Regions from separate parts of the Mus musculus genome. Here regions 1 and 3 are each linked to region 2. Evidence: chromatin contacts called from public ChIA-PET and promoter capture Hi-C data. All regions are on one chromosome and are shown on one strand. The core of a region is the stretch at or near the end of the contact, and the rest is flanking DNA. Distances in the headings are between cores, read along the strand shown. Region 1 overlaps Adamts14 (a disintegrin-like and metallopeptidase (reprolysin type) with thrombospondin type 1 motif, 14). Region 2 holds the start of Pald1 (phosphatase domain containing, paladin 1). Region 3 overlaps Adamts14 (a disintegrin-like and metallopeptidase (reprolysin type) with thrombospondin type 1 motif, 14).

The links. Promoter capture Hi-C pulls out the DNA fragments that hold promoters and counts their contacts. ChIA-PET counts read pairs in DNA pulled down with a chosen protein or histone mark.
Region 1: a promoter capture Hi-C map of neural stem cells shows a contact between it and region 2. The contact joins the enhancer-like site here to the promoter of Pald1 in region 2. A contact is called at or near these places in 13 of 39 promoter capture datasets (3T3-L1-derived adipocytes, the C10 cell line, the HPC-7 cell line and 9 more), 6 of 15 datasets of contacts at CTCF or cohesin (CD8 T cells, the NIH/3T3 cell line, embryonic stem cells and 3 more), 55 of 484 Hi-C or Micro-C datasets (B cells, the C2C12 cell line, CD4 T cells and 32 more), 18 of 115 datasets of contacts at active chromatin or transcription factors (VIP interneurons, bone marrow-derived dendritic cells, bone marrow-derived macrophages and 10 more) and 6 of 9 other capture datasets (adipose tissue, embryonic stem cells, embryonic tail and 3 more).
Region 3: a contact with region 2 is called in an RNA polymerase II ChIA-PET map of memory CD8 T cells, with 5 read pairs. The contact joins the enhancer-like site here to the promoter of Pald1 in region 2. A contact is called at or near these places in 1 of 39 promoter capture datasets (liver), 5 of 115 datasets of contacts at active chromatin or transcription factors (craniofacial prominence, embryonic stem cells, memory CD8 T cells and 1 more) and 1 of 9 other capture datasets (adipose tissue).

What each region holds. Positions count from the first base shown.
Region 1 is chr10:61,198,226-61,201,230 of GRCm38.p6, reverse strand. It overlaps Adamts14 (a disintegrin-like and metallopeptidase (reprolysin type) with thrombospondin type 1 motif, 14), which reads left to right. Exons shown (of 22, transcript NM_001081127.2): 20 at 1-55; 21 at 758-868; 22 at 2,272-3,005. The coding sequence ends at 2,753. Among named protein-coding and RNA genes, the nearest start is that of Gm29861, 17 kb to the left of the region's middle. Within about 2 kb of position 1,425, at least 45 of the 459 cell types and tissues checked have an H3K27ac peak or open chromatin away from gene starts, as enhancers often do. A contact at or near this core is called in bone marrow-derived dendritic cells, fibro-adipogenic progenitors, muscle stem cells and 1 more, where this site is marked.
Region 2 is chr10:61,381,922-61,384,895 of GRCm38.p6, reverse strand. Pald1 (phosphatase domain containing, paladin 1) reads left to right here and starts at 1,373. Exons shown (of 20, transcript NM_013753.2): 1 at 1,373-1,604.
Region 3 is chr10:61,232,107-61,235,019 of GRCm38.p6, reverse strand. The region is part of intron 4 of Adamts14 (a disintegrin-like and metallopeptidase (reprolysin type) with thrombospondin type 1 motif, 14); the gene reads left to right. Among named protein-coding and RNA genes, the nearest start is that of Gm29861, 17 kb to the right of the region's middle. Within about 2 kb of position 1,624, at least 48 of the 459 cell types and tissues checked have an H3K27ac peak or open chromatin away from gene starts, as enhancers often do. A contact at or near this core is called in memory CD8 T cells, where this site is marked.

The DNA of each region.
Region 1 (3,005 bases), core at 176-2,675, 180 kb after region 2:
TGCGAAGGGGTCAAGCCGGACATGGTGCAGATCTGCAGCCTGCCTGCCTGTGGAGGTGAGCAGACAGGATGGGGAGGCCCCGCCCCTTCGTTCCTCCGGCCCTGTGAATGTGTAGCAGTGTGGTCTCCTGGCCCTTTGAAATTCCAAAGACAGGTTGGGCATCCCTAATCCAGAATCCCAAATGCTGCCCAATCCAGAACTCCTGGAGTGCTCACACGCTGCCACGGATGGGCGATTCCACTCCTGACTGCAGAGGATATGGTGTGATCGAAATATCAGTACCCAGTTAGCCAGCATCCTAGAGGAGACAAAAGGACCTTCCAAGACTCTTAACACTCTTATGTACGAACCTCATTTCAGTTCCCAAATCATTTAAAACATTATACAAAATTACCTGCACATTTTGGGCCTAAGAAACCAATGGGGCCATCGGGACGGCTCAGTGGATAAAGGCACTTGCTGCCAAGGCGAGGTCTACACAGTGGAAACAGAGAGATGACTCCTCCAAAGCTGTCCCCTGACCTCTGCAAATGCTCTGTGACACCCACACTAGTACACACAGGACAAAATGCAAATAAATGAAAAAAAAACAGCTGCACCCCAGGATTAGATCTGGGGCTCACCTCCTAGAGGCCTCTTTAAGTCTATGCAAATATTGCAAATCCCAGGGGGAAGACAGTGGAAGTGCTTCTGGCCCCAAGCACTCTGGGTAAAGGATGCTCTCACCCATTTGTACTTCAGCTGCATCTGTTCACAGGAGATCTCCAGAACTCTACAGTGAAGGCGGAGGTCCAGGACCCTGTGACCAAAACAGGATACCGGGAACCCCAATCCAGGCCCCTGACTCCTGAGGACAGGATCTCAACAAGTAAGTATGGTCAGGGGCCCTTCCCCTCCCCCAGCCTTACACGCAGCCCAGGGTTTGGAGTGTTAGCAATGGAGCAGGCATAGTGTCTACGTGTCTGGGTGACCTCTGAGAATCCAAATGATGTCACTCTAGTCTATGACCTACTCTGTGATTCCCCTTTAGTCCTACGTTTGGTGTTATTCCCGTGACGGCCAAACCTGATACAGACTAAAAAGAAATCATGTAGACTTCTTCTGTTGCCAGGTTTGGTGACAAGGCACTGTCCACTGTGGTGAGGGTGTCCTGTTTTATAAACCTATATAGTACGCCCCAGAGCTCTGGATTCTCATCGTGTCTGGTTTCACACTTCTGGGAACTGTAGTCATAGAGAGGAGCTGCTTTCCCCAGAGCAGCTGAAAGAAGGAATCATGGAACTGAACCAGTGTCCTCTGCTGCTGCCTCACAGGGCTAGCAATTAATTCACCCTGTGGTCTCTCCTTTCATGTCTCTGTGGATTAAGACTTTCCCTGCGTCTACTACGACATACTTCCTAGTTACCAGGGTATTACCGCGCCTCATGCAACCCTTTGACCTCTTGGCCTCTCCTCAAAACAGAAGCTGGGCAAATTCCTCAAAGCAGTTGGGGCTCTGATTCTGGCTCTGGAGCTTTGGCGCCATCTAGTGACCATTGGCTTCTATTGTCTCTGCTCCAGAGCCTGCTCTTGATCCCAGCTGCCTGAGCCACTACGTTTCTCTAAAGAGCTTTTTTTTTCTTTTTTTTAAAGATTTATTTATTATATGTAAGTACACTGTAGCCATCCTCAGACACACCAGAAGAGGGAATCAGATCTCATTACAGATGGTTGTGAGCCACCATGTGGTGGTTGTGAATTGAACTCAGGACCTCTGGAAGAGCAAGCATCCAGTGCTCTTAAGCACCTTAGCTGCAGGGAGTAACTGGGTAGCTAGGAGAGTCTAGGGCTCCATCTTCTTCCTAGAGCAGGGTTCTCATGCTTGGTTGAATCTAGACTTACCTCAGTGTCTAGGCCCTAGCCCAGACTCCCCAGGTAGAGCTTCCTGGATAAAGACCAGCGTAGCTGAGTATATGGTTGAACTAGACAGAGCTATATAGCTCTTCCTACGCACTGGAAGTTGTTGGAGGGTTCTCTAAAACAGTTTTGCCCCATCGTAGAGGTGCTGGCTCAGTAGGTCTGCACAGTGTTTGACAATTAGCCTTACCACCAAGGTTCTAATGATGCTGATACTGTGTTTGTGACGGGGAGGCAGGATGGTCCGTTTAGTTTCTCTTCCCTGTGGAAGGGTCTGACCTCCTGGGTGGAATGAGCTATGTAGTGATTCCAGCTGGGACAGAAGGAGGAAAGATGTCCCCTCCTGATGGGCACCCTTCGTGTATGTATGTACAGTGGAGCCCTGTGTGCGAGACAGATCCGTCTTCTGCCGAATGGAAGTGTTGGACCGTTACTGCACCATCCCCGGCTACCACCGTCTATGCTGTGAGTCTTGCATAAAGAAGACCTCAGGCCCCAATGCCAGCCTGGCCTTACCACCCACCTTCTCCACTCCTGGGAGTCTCTTGCCAGCACCCAAGGCCACCCTGGAGGATGTGAAGTCTACAAGGGGGCCAACCAGCCTGGAAGATCATCGGCAAAGCCAGCCCACACAGCTACCAGATGTGGCGGACAGGATCTCCCCAGTGACTCAGTATCCGGTCACCCCCCAGATGCTAAGCCCTAAAGCGTTTCCGGGCAATTCTCCTGCTACCCCACGGAGGCCACCTCAGGACTGGACCCAAACAGCTATGCCAACCTCTGAGGGTCAAGGACAGTCCAGGGAGGAACCAGGGCATGGAGGCACCAGCCTTCCCGCCACCTCCCCAGTGACATGAGCCCATCCCTCCAGTCTTTTTTACACTCTGCCTGTGGTCCCAGGGATCCTGGCTCAGAGGACTCAAGCGCAGGGGACAGGAGGTAGCACAGGTTCCCTTTTAAATTATTTGCCCTCTTGTTCTGTTTGGGGCTGTGACGCTCTTTACTCCCGTGACAGGGTTGGGGGAGGAGAGGGAGATCAGGGACTGCCCTAACCAGAAATACCTCAGCTAGCAGAGTCCGGGCTCCACTTCCCAGAGTTTTTATATGAT
Region 2 (2,974 bases), core at 124-2,623:
AAGTGTGGCTGGAGCCAAGATGGCCATGGTCCTTAAGCAACCCTCTGGGCTTTCTCTTTCTTCCTCACACACCTAGGATGGGCAGAAGGGAGTCTGACATAGAGGGCAGGTAGTCCTGGGGCCTCAGTTTCCCCATGTATTAAAATAGGAATAGCGAGGGCTAGGGATATGCTAGAGTGTTTGCATGCCCAGCATACACAAGAATACTTGATTTCAACACCCAGCACTGCATAAGCCAGAATGAGGGACCGTGCCTATAATCCCAGCATTCAGGAGGAAGGATTTAGAATTTCTAGGTTATTTTTAACTAAATATTGAACAAAATCAACTTGGGATATATGAGACCGTGTGTGTATGTGTGTGTGTGAACAATGATAGGTACATAGGTACCTGCTAAGATTACACAGATGAGATACCGCTGCAGACATGCTGGGTATCTGGCCAGACCACCCTTAATGAGTCCTTTTAGGGTTGCAAGGCCCTCCTTCTGCATAGTTCAAGTTCCCTAGCTTGATTTTGGCTAAAGGCCAGGCCTGCAAAGTCTTCATCCTGGTCACAACTCCCTGCAGAGCGTGCCAAGGACCCTCTAGCTCTGACTGGGGCCAAGGCAGGTAGAGGCAGGAAGGAAATATTCCTCAGTGTAGGGAGAGAGAGACAGAGAGAGACAGAGACAGAGAGAGAGACAGAGAGAGACCTCATTCCATACATCAAAGAGGCTTTCCTGAGACCTAAGCAGGGGTGAGTAAGTGCCCATGGGTGATCCAAGGTCAAGGGTCAGGTACCAGAGCCCCAGAGCCCACCACCACTTGGATGCGTTGGGTAGGGGTAGTGGGGCTGCTCTTCTTCCAAAGACTGGGAGCTGCAATTTTCCTAAGCCAGCGGTCAAGGTGACCACCTGCTCTTTTAGGGCTTCATCCTTCGACGTCTATTCGGAGAGGCGTCAGACCTTCCCTACGGAGCTCAAGTGGCACAGGAGAAATGCTGATTCTGGGGTCCAGGAGAAGCAGAAAGGGGAAGCCCGGGGCTACAGACATAACAGGGGCCCTGGAGTAGGGGAGGGGGTGTGGCGCCACCAGCCTAAGCATTTTTCTCCAGCCATGGAGATTGGAAGCCGGCCTTGGGTATCTTCCAGAAGGAACCGACCAGACAAGGAAAGAGGAACTTGCTTCTCCCGCAGGTTCCCTCTACCCTAGGGTTTTCCTCCAGGCGTAGGGCGAGCAGACGGAGGATGCTGGCCCGGAACCGGCTGGATTGAAAGAGGGGGGAGGGGAGTTGTGCCTATCCGACCGTGGTGGGGTGAGTGTATCTTTAAGTCCGCACCCCCTCCTTGTGGGCGGAGGCCGAAGCTGTGACCGCGCCCTCCCAGGCGTGGGAGGGGGGATCCGGACTCGAGGCGGGGTTCTGGGGGTGATCCTGGCCTCGGTGGCCCCGGGCTGGCCGGGTCTGCGCCGCCTGGACACAGCAGGAGCTGCCTCCGCCCCCGGATGGGCTGGGAGGGTGGGCGGAGTCATCTGGAGCCCGCGCGGGTAGTGCCCGAAGCCCGCCTCGGCGCCGGCAGTCCCCGGCCGCATAGCGCGACGCTCTCCCGGAGCTGCGGCTGCCAGGTAAGCACGCGTGGGCCGCGCCGAGGGAGGATCGGGGTCCCTCGGTTTGGGGCGGAGGCGTCCGAGCCACCCAGGCCTGCCCCAGGTCGGCGCCACCATGCTTTCTCAAAGCTGGAGCTGCTCCCGGGTTGTGCGCAGGTCGATCCCGGACTCATCTCCTGTACTCTGGCTTCCCTCGGAGTGAGGGACAACATGGAGTGGCGACACCCGCACTTCTTGGCCTGGGAGCCCTCCGGGCCAGCTGGGCTGGGCTTCCGAAGAAGTTAGGAAAGATAGCCGCGTTGTGACCCCGGCATGGGGTCCCCAGACTTATCTGCAGGACCCTTGAGGCCCAGGGGCAAGGGAGCAAACTGAGGGGCCTGGCAGGCACTGGCTTTGATTCGCCGCTCGGTTTGGTCTCTTTTGAGGTGGGGTTTCCTTGGTGTGAGCGAGGGTGTGCGTGGAGCGTGAGTACATTCATGTGCCTGAGCATGACACCCCCCTCCCCCCAAAAGACATGGACTTAATAGAAAGGTAGTGTTTGGGACACTGACTGTCCCAGTTCCTTGTAGTGGCCAAGCTGCCCTTGTTTTGTAAATCAGACTCCACAAAAGCCTGGCCCGGGGTGAGCTTGAGGCATCTCTGGTCTTCCAGCCAGAGAGTATGGGCCGGTCCTTGTCTGCCCACAGCCAGTGACAGAGCACCTGTGGCTGTGGGCTCCGGGCCATGCACAGACAGTGTGGGAGGTGGGAGGACTTGGAAGGGCTCTGTCCTGTTGTGGCTCTGTCCTGCAAGGGAAGACAAGAGAGAAACACTTGGCCAGTTCTCTGATAGGGAGTTTGATACCAGCCCTGGGCTGGTAGCCCTAGAAGAAAATGCCAGGAGGTTCCTCAAGGGAATTGCAAAACACCGGCGCAGCGAGGGTACTCTCGCTGGGTGTCCTGTGACTTTGCTGATAGATGTGTTTAAATGTCCTGGTGCAGGCAACCCCACCCTCCTCATTAGCATTACTAATCAGGACCGCTTTGCACCTCGCCTTGTGCGGCGGTGGTGCTGGGGCGGGGGCGGGGGTGGGGGGATGGGATGGGGGCAACAAGCGTAGGATGGCTGGCAAGGACTTCCTGCTTCTGTGTGTCCACCCCACCCCCATATTTTGTTTGCTTTGGGGGTGGTGGTGGTGTCCAAAGACCCATTTGTTTCCTCCAGTCAGATGGAGCGCAGGTTTGGGGCTGCTGAGGTTTGAGCCAGCCTTCCAGGAGGAAGCCCTGACTTCCTTTTTGAAGAGTCTCCTTCGTGGGGGCTGGAGGGAAGGGTGGGAGGCATTGACCAGACGCGGTTTCCTGTGGGGGCAGACCGGCCTGAGGTGGCCCAACTTTGCTCCCTTCTCTGGT
Region 3 (2,913 bases), core at 375-2,874, 150 kb after region 2:
GGGCCTCCGGTGTGCCCTGATGTGCCCGTTTTTTGTTTTTTTTAAAGTACTGTAGCTGTCTTCAGACACTCCAGAAGGGGGCGTCAGATCTCATTACAGATGGTTGTGAGCCACCATGTGGTTGCTGGGATTTGAACTCAGGACCTCTGGAAGAGCAGTCAGTGCTCCTAACCGCTGAGCCATCTCTCCAGCCCTTAAGATCTTTTATTTCATGCTTATGGGTTACATAACATCTGGAGTTACAGATGATTGGGAGCCACTGTATGGATGCCGGGAATTGAACCCAAGTCTGCTGGATGAACAGCCCGTGCTCTAACCACTGAACCATCTTTCCAGCCCTCCAGATGACTCTGAACAGATGAAAAAAAAAAGGAAGCTCTGAGCACACAGCTGCTAGGCTGTATTGGTTAGACTGCAGCGGCAAAGAGAGAGAGAGAAAAAAAAAACCCAGCATGTGTTTCATATAAACAGTCTTTCCTCAGATTTTCAGTTCACAGATGGTTAAGCCTACAGGTGCAAAGCCTTCTGACACAGGGCTGGCTGCCACATGCGGGATTCAGACAGGATTTTCAACAACCCAACTTACTAGAGGACCCATGAGAGAAGACAGTAACCCAGGAGTCCCTCCAGAGGCCCGGAACCCAGGACAGACCTCAACTGAAGTGCCTCACTTGTCTCTCTCTTCTCTCTGTCCTTGGGGCATGCTGTGGAGTGTGGAACACTAAGATAGTCAAATGGTGTGTGACTCTCCTGTCACCCTTGGGTTGCCTCAGAGTCCATATAAGTACTGACTCCAGCTCTGTGGAGGAGAAAGGCTGTGTCCTGATGCTGAGAGGTCTGAAAAGTCAGGTTAAGGGTCACTTCGCATGGGGCTGGAGAGATGGCTCAGGGGTTAAGAGCACAGGTTGCTCTTCCAGAGGACTGGGGTTCAATTCCCAGCACCCACATGGCAGCTTGCAACTGTTTGTAACTCCAGTTCCAGGGGATCTGACACTCTCACACAGACAGACATGCAGGCAAAACACCAATATATGTGGAATAAAAATTAAAAAATAAATAAATAAGAGTTATTTCTCAATGGGAGCTGGAGAGATGGCTCAGTGGTTAGAGTGCTGGCTGCTCTTCCAGAGGATCTGTGTTTGATTCCCAGCATCCACATGGCAGCTCACAACTGTCTGTAATTCCAGTCCCAGAAGATATAATGCTCTCTTTTGCTTTCTGCATGCAATGGGTATGCACTTGGTATAGAGTCATATGCAGGCTCATACATACACACACATGCAGGCTCATAAGTACATACACATGCAGGCTCATACACATGCAGGCTCATACATGCACATACATGCAGGCTCATACATACACATACATGCAGGCTCATACATACACATACATGCAGGCTCATACACACACACATGCAGGCTCATACATACACATACAGCTCATACATACACATGCAGGCTCAGACACATACATGCAGGCTCAGACATACACATGCAGGCTCAGACACATACATGCAGGCTCAGACACACACATGCAGGCTCAGACACATACACGCAGGCTCAGACACATACATTCAGGCTTGTACACATAAAAGAGGCCACTTCCTTGCAGGTGGCTGTCAGCTGTCAGTAAAGTATTGTGAGGTTTAATCCTTTGAGGTAGGGTGTGGCTGATAGAGGCTGCAGTCCCCACAGGATAAGCCTCGGCTTGCAGCACGTGGGTTAAGGAAAGTGCCTTCACTATACAACAAAACACTTTCTTTCTATGAAGTCTTTGCTCTGGAGGATGGGGTGGGGGGAGGGACTAGGGCCTGGGTGTCTCTGTCATGTCTTGCGGTAGGGATTGGCAGGGTCTCTGTGTCCACAGCAGGCACCAGGCTTTGATCTCTGTACTCAGTTGGATCTAGTGCTAGGCTTTGGTCTCAGTACTCGGTTGGATTCAGACACAGGCGCCAGGAAAGCTGATGGTGGAAGCCCAACACTGGCTGCTCTGAGGTTTGCACATTCATATACAGGGGCTGCTGCCAGCTCTGGGCATTGGGAGGATGGGCTGGGGCTGGGCTCTGTGCTGGAGGAGGCTTCTAATCCATGGCTCTGAACCCACAGTCTAGTCCTTTGCTGGCTCATCAGGTCTCCAGTTTCCCTCCTGCCCCCCCCCCCCCGCCCTGCACTCCCAAGTGTGGACTTGGATAGTTTTTCGCTGTTTAGTGGATAGTGGACAGTGGCCACTTTATAGCCTGTGGGTTAATTTATTTCCTTATGCGTGAGAAAGAACTGGTATCTAAACAGCACAGGATAAGGAAATGTGAGACAGGGACAGGCGTGAAACCATGCCACTCCCAGGGAGCCATGCAGGCAGGCATCGGAGGGACCACTAAGTGTCATTACCTAACAGTGCCTCTGAGCTTGTGTGGCTCATTTGTGGTTCCCAGACATTCATGTAGGGTGGCCCTCTACCAGCCATTTGTATTTCCATTCTGCAGAAAAAGAAACAGGTTCTAAGCAGCTTCGTGTTGAGCCCCTAGCCAGCTGGGTAATCAAGACAAAACAGAGCTGAGGGGCAGAGGGTAGAGGGTCAGGGTTCGAGTCCCAGCACAGCCTCATACAACCATCTGTAACTCCAGTCCCAGGGTAATCCAATGCCACCTTCTAGCCTCTGTGGGAACTGCATACTCTTTGTAAATAGACATACTTTCAGGCAAAACACTCATGCATATGATTACAAACTAAGAACAGTAAGAACAACAAAAGCAAAAAAGCAAAAAGCAAAACAAAACAACAAAAAACAGAGCTGGGATTTGAACCTGGGACTCCAAGTAGCTGCTTTATTATTACCTACATTGAGTGGCTGAGGGAAACATTTCTTCCTAAGACTCTCAGCTGCGACATGTCTGGGGTTGTCACAGCATGGGTG